Regions from separate parts of the Mus musculus genome. Here region 1 is linked to region 2. A link is a contact called in public Hi-C data. All regions are on one chromosome and are shown on one strand. Each heading gives the region's core, a stretch centred on a gene start, on an enhancer-like site or on the middle of the called end of the contact. The rest is flanking DNA. Distances are from core to core; before and after follow the strand shown.

What was found. A called contact is a pair of places that touch in the nucleus more often than the background predicts.
Region 1: a Hi-C map of uterus shows a contact between it and region 2, with 2.7 times the contacts expected there. The contact joins two enhancer-like sites. A contact is called at or near these places in 1 of 15 datasets of contacts at CTCF or cohesin (the NIH/3T3 cell line), 2 of 484 Hi-C or Micro-C datasets (liver and uterus) and 2 of 115 datasets of contacts at active chromatin or transcription factors (a colorectal cancer cell line and pancreatic cancer cells).

The regions. Positions count from the first base shown.
Region 1 is chr10:111,781,637-111,785,978 of GRCm38.p6, forward strand. No RefSeq gene overlaps it. Among named protein-coding and RNA genes, the nearest start is that of Gm20758, 91 kb to the right of the region's middle. Within about 2 kb of position 2,650, at least 14 of the 459 cell types and tissues checked have an H3K27ac peak or open chromatin away from gene starts, as enhancers often do. A contact at or near this core is called in uterus, where this site is marked.
Region 2 is chr10:111,717,060-111,721,569 of GRCm38.p6, forward strand. All of the region lies in intron 2 of Gm30624 (a long non-coding RNA gene), which reads left to right. Among named protein-coding and RNA genes, the nearest start is that of Gm30624, 34 kb to the left of the region's middle. Within about 2 kb of position 2,757, at least 14 of the 459 cell types and tissues checked have an H3K27ac peak or open chromatin away from gene starts, as enhancers often do. A contact at or near this core is called in uterus, where this site is marked.

The DNA.
Region 1 (4,342 bases), core at 1,400-3,899, 64 kb after region 2:
TCTTCTTGGTTGATTTTTTCCTCTTATGAGCATGTAGTGACCTTCTCCATTGTTTCTGATCAGTTTTGATCTGAAGTCTATTTTCTCAGGTACTAAAATAGCTATCCATGTTCGCTTCTTAGGTCCATTTGCTTGGAATTTCTTGTTCTAGTCTTTCACGCTGAGGTGATATCTCTCCTTGATGTGAAGGTGTAGCTCTTGGGTGAAGCGGAATGATCCTGTTTCCCATCCACTCAGTCTGTGTCGTTTTTACTGGGGAGTCAGACCATCGATCCTGCGAGTTATCAGTAAGCAGTATTTGTTGATTCCTGTTATTTTGATTTTTCCCCCTTCTTTTTATTAGTTGGTCTGAGATTATATATTGCTTATGTTTTGTTGGATGGGAGTAACATCTTCAGGTTGCAGTTTTGGGAATTTTATCTTGTTCATGCGAAGATTTGATGTTTAAATAATCTCACACTTATTGACTGTTAGGTAACATTAAATGTATTTGTACCAAATGATTTATGAAACTAATTTTACTGTAGACAGAATAAATAGAGTGGGCCTCTGTGATTCATCAGCTAGGATAGGAACATCATCAAAACACAACTTAGGGGAATAGCCAACCCTGTGCTGTCCACACAGTTGCTACCTGTGCTTGCTTTACGGTTAAACTGATGACTGTCGAGTTGTGCAGTCATAGACGTCACATTGCCCGTGTTCCCTATGTGTGGGCATTGTCTCCGGAAGGCACAGGCTACGTGTTCTCTGCTGTGCTCAGTTCTAGCAGGAAGCATTGCAGCAAAAAAAAAAAACCACCTGCAGTTTCAGTGAGGAAACACACACTAACTGAGCTTGACTTTGGGGTTCAGGAGCTTCAAACATAGAAAGTTCAACGGAGCCAGGTGCGGTGGTGCGTGGCTGTATGTCCAATCCTGGAAAGCGCAGGCAGGAGTGCGGGAAGTGGTTGCGCCCCGCAGGCCCTGTGAAACCCACTTGTTGACTGCCTTGCGGGAGCATGCGCAGTGAGGCTGCATGCGTGGACTGCCTGCCAGGCTGGACTGTTCCTCTTGATCGGGATCTGTCAGCTTTTCTGTGAACGACCTGAGCTCGAGCTCGTGCCTGGAGCGTATATGAATTCTGATTGGATGAGGTGGGGTGGAGCTAGAAGGAGGTAAGTTGGCCCGAATATAGTTTTAGCCCTTGCCGTGATTAGAAGTGGTAGTAAGAGAAGTTGTTGTAATAGGAGTTTAGCCCTTGCCCTAAGTAGAAGCTAGTAGTAGAAAGAGAAGCTGTTGTAAGAGAAGCTGTTGTGAGTGGGGAAGAGAGCTGTAAGGGAAAAAGCCTGAAGAAGCTGTTGAGTGAACCCGACTTAGTGTCCTTGTCGTTCCTGTCGCCGCGGGGAGAAAGGACCTGCAACAAAGGAGGAACAAGAATTTGAGAGCATCCTGAGCTACCTGTCACAGAAATAAAAACAAAAACAAAACAACAACGAAACACCACACACACACACACACACACACACACACACACACGCACGCACGCACACGCACACGCTCGCACGCACACAAACAAGCACACATGACTCTTTTCCCTGGAAAGTAAGACCTCCCATTTCAGAACTGTGTGCCACCCATCTTTAACAAGTGTCCCTGGCAATGGAATTCAGAGGTCTGCCCACTCCAGGCTGACAAGCTATCGATTATTTAGTTTTTCATTTGCACATGAAGCCTGTATTTGAATTTGAGTGCAGCCGAAGCCAGAAACTCCACTTTAAACAAAATCACGATGTCACACTGTAGCACGCTGGGAAGAGGTTGAACCCCATCCTTCCGCAGTACCCCCCCTCCTACCCCACTCTAACCCTTTCTACAAGTCTAGTGGAAGCTACTCCACTTCACGCTGGGACCAGACAATTTGTTCTTTGGTTGTAACAGAAAGACATGCTGAGCTGCTCCCCCTTTTAAAAATGTCCCCAGGGCACCAGGTGGTAAAGGGCACAGACTTTGAAAGGTTGCTCAGTGGGTCACTGGAGATTGGAGAGGTGGTTGTGATGTGGAGGGGGTGTGCAGTTCATTTTGGGGGTGCAACCCTTTGGCTGGGTGGCTTCTCAGTGAGGTAGTAACCACCAGGAGGAGTCTGTCGGGGAAGCTCAGACCCAGATTTGTCTGTGCCAGAGGCAGTACTAGCTTCGCAAGACTAGCAAATTCACCCCTGGGATCTTCTTTCATCATTGCCTCTCAGCCTTTCTTTTTCTGGAACTGGCAAAAGAAAGAAATAGAGAGCTATATTGTGGAGTTGGTGATTGCTACCAAGCAACCTTAAGAAGAGCAATCTGTGGGTCATATTGGAAGGTCACTGCATTAGAGTCCCTTCGATAGCCTTAGGGGCGGGGGCGGGGGTGGGGGTATAGCTTCCATGTTTGATTTGAGTGAAAATTGTTTTTCCTGGGTTATAGTTTTCTGGCAGGAACTTCCTTCTTGGCTCCCCTGCTGATACCGGCTAACCTGTCACATCTTCACGGGACAACAACGGCTCTAAAGAATTCTGGGAGAGCTGCCTAGTCTTGTTACCCAGACACTGGAGGATGCCATTAACCTTCAACCCGGCTCCACACAAGAGTATTGTCAACAGATGGAGGTCTGAGTCTCTCCTCTGCCTTCCCCAGGGTGTCTTCTGGCAGGGAATGTTTAAATGATCTGGTTGCGAAGGGAAACAGATGTGAGACGCAGGCGTTGTGGAATGGCAACCAAGACTGGAATGAGACTTCTTTTTTGTTGTTGTTTTGAGACAGGGTTTCTCTGTATAGCCTTGGCTGTCCTCGAACTCACTCTGTAGACCAGGCTGGCCTCGAACTCAGAAATTCATCTGCCTCTGCCTCCCAAGTGCTGGGATTAAAGGCATGCACCACCACTGCCTGGCAGAATGAGACTTCTTATGTGAAGAGTTTGAGGGCAAGTGTTTGTGTGCAACACCCGGTCTGCTGTAGTGAGGCTGGGAAGGTGTCTAGAGCTCTCTTGGCAGAGGAATTCCAAGCCAGATTGCATTTACAGTTTCACTTTCCAAATCGTTCTTTTCAGTGTTGGTAGTTGTAGTTTATAGTAATCAGAACACCGACTATCAGCTAACCAAGAGCCTGTCCTTGAAACTAGGAAGATGGACTGTCCACATAGTAAACATTTATAGGGTACTTCCAAGCACACCAGGCCCTAGGGACATGATCAGAAAATAAAACAAAATGCCTGTTAGCAAGAGGCTAATCTTAGTCTGATAATTGCCCCATAGCTTCCGATAACTTTCCGTGGAAACACAAATAGAAAAGGAGAGAGCTGTCACCCTAGAGTCAGAGATGCCATGGGGTGCCATGGCTCCCAAGGGCCGTGTTTTGATGTGTTGAAATGGGTCATATCTTCCTACAGCATCCTTGCTAGTGGATAGGAGATTTAAACCATTTATTTCAAAAACAGATGTTAAGGAGAAGAAAGATATTTCTTTGATTTAATCTTTCCACCCTTCTCATACTGAAGACTTTTAGAGGAAGGTTAGGCTGTGATGGTCAGTTTTGGTATAAGAGTATTAGAAGCCTGAATGAACCCCACGAGTGCCCCCTCGTCCTTAGTGCTGGAGGAATGGGTCGCATCCTATTCCCATTCCCAGAACATAACATAGTTTCCAAAATACATCGGATGCCTTTGCTTTCCCAGGAAGGTGGCATGCTCTCCTGCATCGGGGGTAGAGTTGGAGTTAGGTAGAGGTGTGTGGTGAATTCATTCCAGTGACCTGATAAAAGCCACAGACCTGATAAATGGCAGAACCAGGCTTGGGTTCAGACACCAAGCCTATTCTTTCTTTCTTTCTCCATCTTGGATTATATCTCTATCTGGTAAATAAGACATGAGAAGACTTATGTGAGGGGTCTCTAGTCATTCCCTGGCTTGTTTCTATTTTCTTGCTGTCTCTGTGGGAATGGAATGCAGAAGTGGGAAAGTGACCTTTGGGTGACGCTGACCATGGCGTTCCCAGGACACTGGAAGAGGCGGTGCTCTTTTTCATATCTGGGAACCATTGGGCCAGTGGTTCCCAACCTTCCTTGTGCCATGACCCTTCAATTCAGTTCCTCATTTTCGTTGCTATTTTGTAACTGTAGTTTTGCTATTGTTATGAATAGTAATGTAAACATCTTTTATGCAGGGTATCTGATATGTGTGCCCTGTGGGTTGTTGGACACCCAAAGAGGTCATGACCCACAGGTTGAGAACCATTGGCTTGGATGAAAAGACAGGAACACTAATGAGAGGAAAAGTTGTTCACACAGGGAACATAGTGGGGGACAATCCAGGGAACCATCATGGTCATGAAA
Region 2 (4,510 bases), core at 1,507-4,006:
GGCTGGGCTCATCACAGATGTTTCTTCCCAGATGATAGATGAGATCTGCAGTTTGTTCATACAGCAGGGGAGGGGATGGGGCACAGAAGTCTTCCGAGAGTCCAACCGACCTCTTTGGGGACTTTTGAGGAGAGATACACTGTATTCTTGTTACTTTTTCCTGTGGCGATGGGTTTCTTGCCTTTTCAATGCCTCCTTGTTGGTAAGCAGAGCAATCTCATCTTTGCTTTACCATGGATGAAGAAAAGCTATTTCCCAAATACCCGCAAGATGAGGCAGACCTTTCAGTTGCACTTTATATTGTGTATATGAATCTTGTCCCTCTTCCTCCTCCTCATTTTCCTTCTATCCCTTCTCCTTCTCTTCTCCCTCCTCCCTCTCTTCCCCCCCCTCCTCCTTCTCTTCCTCCTCCTCCTCCTCCTCCTCCTCCTCCTCCTCCTCCTCCTCCTCCTCCTCCTCCTCCTCCTTCTCCATCTCTGCCAAGACAGGGTCTCACTATGAAGCTTTGGCTAGCCTCAAACTCACAGTGATTCTGCTGACTCCTGGCTTGGATGTATATTAGTCACTACTCAGACACCAAGGTGTGGGAATTGGGGTGTTCTGACAGTATTGTCAACAGCACTTAATTTTATACAATTGACTAATTTTATCCGTTGGCATATGTTCACTGAGCAGCTCGCAAAGGCTACATACACCGTAGCCACACGGCCTTGCATAGTAGAGAGTCTTTGGCTGCAAGAACTTTATTTTCTACCAAAGGTCACAGACATTCAGGTGCAGCAAGTGTAGTAAAGGCAACATTTGCTTCATTTTGCTGAGTGTTTTGGGGGAGGCTACTCCTTTCCCGCTGCTGTCTGAGACAGTCATTGCTGTAGTACTTCTGGCTGTTCGGAAGTGCGCATGTGTAGCTCAGGGCCACTCAAGTCCATCAGGCGCTCGGGAGCTAGCCTTTGAGTGAGGGTGAGGTTGGCGCTTTCTAGTTTCTACTGCTTCCTGTTTGCACAGATCTGTTTAACTCTGCTGTTTGGGTTAGGAGGCTGAGCTAGTTTGAGTGAGAATGCTCCCGTAGGTTTGAGTACTTGCTCCTCAGTTGGTAGAACTGGGTTGGAAGGATAAGGAGGTGAGACCATGGGAGAACTTGTGTCACTGGGGTGGGCTTTGGTGTTTCAAAAGCCCATGTCATTCCCAGCTATCTCTCTTTTTCTGTCCCCTGCTCGTGGATTAGATATAAGCTCTCAGCTACTACCCTAGTGCCATGCCTGCCTGCCTGCCTGCTTACTGCTGCCATGAGAGTTATGAACCCTACTACCCTCTGGAACAGTGAGCCCCAAATTAAATGCTTTCTTTTATACATTGCCTTGGTCATGGTGTCTTAACAAAACCAAAATACACTGATGTTACAGATTGAAGCTCACTTCTTTTCTTTTCTTTTCTTTTCTTTTCTTTTCTTTTCTTTTCTTTTCTTTTCTTTCATTCTCGAGACATGTTCTTAGTATTTAGTCCTGACTGACCCGGAACTAGATATGTAGACCAGGTTGACTTCCAACTCATAGAGATCCCCCTGCCCCATACTCCAAGTTCTGGGAATAGGAAGGATGCATCACCAAGCCAGGTACACTAAAGCTTTTTAATAATTCCCTGGCCTTAGCATTTTGTGAACAACTCTACATTCAATCTCAATTGATGTGTAACATGGACATGAGTGAATGCTCTTTCTGGGGTCTCCAATCCTGAATATTAAGAGGCAATTTGGTGCTGAAACCAGGGAAACTGATAGGGTCCAGTATCTAGGCTTTTGGTTTTCAAGTTTGGTTTCAAAGAGAGGAAGAAGAAACATAGTAGCCCAGCAGGGCTGAGTCTTACTTACTCCTTAGCCACACAGGTTTGGGGAGGTGGAGATGCACTGAGAAAGGAGATGGTTAGGCACCATAATGATGGTGTGCCAAGGCGATTGAGGCGTCCTGAGGTGCTCTGCAAGGAAAGAACGAATGGATCAAAAAAGGTCTATTTCTATCTTCTCTCTCTCTCTTTCTCTCTCTTTGTGTGTGTGTGTGTGTGCTATACAAACACATTCACATGGGTGCGTGCATGCATCTATGAGTGAGTATGAGGAGACCAGAGGTCAATGTTGTGTGTATTTGATTACTCTCCATATTATTATTATTATTATTATTATTATTATTATTATTATTATTGACACAAGGTCTCTCCGATCCTGGAGCTCATTGTTTTGGCTAGGCTGGGAGGCCAATGAACTCCAAGGATTAGCTTATATCTGCACCCTCCAACCTCAGTGCTGAGTGACAGATGCCATGCCCAGGTTTTATATGGATGCTGGGCATCCCAACTCAGGATATTGTTGAAGGCACCTTCCTGACTTATCTTTGGATGATCCTTCCGAAGGGAACTTCCTTTTGGGAGAGCCCTTTCATTCCTTCCAGGCCCAAGGGTAGGAAGCTTACTTCAGGAAAATACAGACAGAAATGACAACCCGTTTCTTAGCTATGCCCCCAAATAGGACACCTTCTACCAGAGCATCTGCTGGGAGTAGGAGTGAGGTCTGTCTTCAGATGGTCGATGAAGAATATGTATGCCCTGTTTAACTTGGCCTGGGTACAAGCCTGGCTGACTCTTTATTTCCTGCTCTCCTCTAGTGACTAGAATCTAGTCCCCGCTTGTTCACTTGAAGAGATGCTAGAGACAGGCACACACAGGTGCTGACTACCTTGGCAACTCTGCTTCTCTTCCACAATCAAGCTTCTCCCTGAATGGAAAACCACAAGAATGAAGATCTAATCAAGTCTGCGCTGGCTCCCTGCCCACTGCTAACTAGTCTGATTCAGTTTTTCCATTGTTGATAATAAAACACAAGCGAGCCTTCAGTTTCTAGCCTGTTGATTCCAATGCCAGTATCTGATACACGCTCTCCATCTTGCCTCTTTGGGATGCTATGGAAAGGGCATTTGCTAACAATGGGCAGGGCTGGCTCCCGGTCCAGGCTCTGTTTGCCATGTACTGTCCGTGTTTAACCTCTAAGAGCTGTATTTCAAATGGAGATCTTGTCTTCCGATGCTAGCCAAGCTGGATTGAATTCTATAATTTTTTCAGGGTCAAAAGCAAAATCAGCTTGAATGAGTCAGGATTTCATGCTACCGTTCTCAGTGACTGAAGGGCTTCTGACCTGGGATGGTGGAGCATGGGGCTTTAGGGAAGCTGTAAGGCTGGAATGAAAGGTTAAGAGACAGACAGATGTATGCACACATGCACATGCATGCAAACACACGTGCTCTCGCGCATGTACACACACACACACACACACACACACACACACACACACACACACACACACACACAAACAACCTCAGGAAGCTTGGGTTCTGTCTTTGCTAGTCCTCATCACCTGAGGTTTCTGACCTTGTCAAATAAGTTGAGAAGTTGAGACGGAGACAACTGGTGTCTCAGCTCGAGCCAATGTGGGCTGGGCTGACAATCAGATGGGAGCTCCCACATCGGAGCTAGGTGGGAGCCCTGCGCCTCAGCATGAGGAACATCAAGAAGGCGTAAATAACATTTCATGTCCTCTCAGGAATCAAGCTGCAGTCAGAACGGTTGATTGAATGAGAATGAACATAGGCAATGCATAATGTTTCACCTGCTCAAGTGATGGCTGCCTGTGCTTTAGAAGGGTACAGCTATATTCCCTGAGGAAAGCCTTCTCCTTCCTAGCTGCACATCCCAGGTCTGTTCTAATGGACGATACACTTTAAAGCCAGAGCTTCATTCTAGGAAAGCTGACCATTATGAAGAGTGGGCAAGGCCTGGGGTGAACTACACAGTCCCAGACTTAGAGTCCTGCCTATGGTAGAGCAAGCCCCAGGGCAGGCTCGGGTGGGGCACAGAGAGCCCTTCAGGTAGGATTCACCCTATGGGAACAGCATCAAAGCTATAGAAAGCTAGCCTTTACTAACCAGAGGCCCTACCACGATAGCAAAAGCCACTTCCCTGGCGAAGGTCAACAGATTGTGTTCTTCATAGAGAGGTAAGGACCAAGAGCACTGTCGCTTGTCTCCAGCAGTCATATCTACTAAAAATGGGAACTTGTGTTTGGCTTTTAGGCCAAGTTCTCCCTCTACACTTCACAGTTGCTGTCAATCGTGGAAAGGGGAACAGGTCTAAAAATAACTGCCATCTGGGCCTGGAAAGTTCAGTGGGGTGCATTGTAGCACGGAGGCAGTCTGAAGTCAGCCTCTGGGATTCTGGAAGCTCAGCTGTGGTATCGCTGCCAGAGTGCCCTTCAACCACATGATTCTTAGTGTTTCTCAGCACAGTCTTTGCCCTGCTCTCACTGCCTGTGAGTTACTGAGGTCGAGGGAGAGCAGAAAGGATGAAGTATCCAAGGTGTACTCACTCCTGCCTCTTTGTGGTCCTCTTTCCTCATGCCTCCCATCTTCCCAGCAGCCCCCTTCCATGGCTGCCTTAGCATCCTGACATCTTCTTAGAAGGCTAGTGT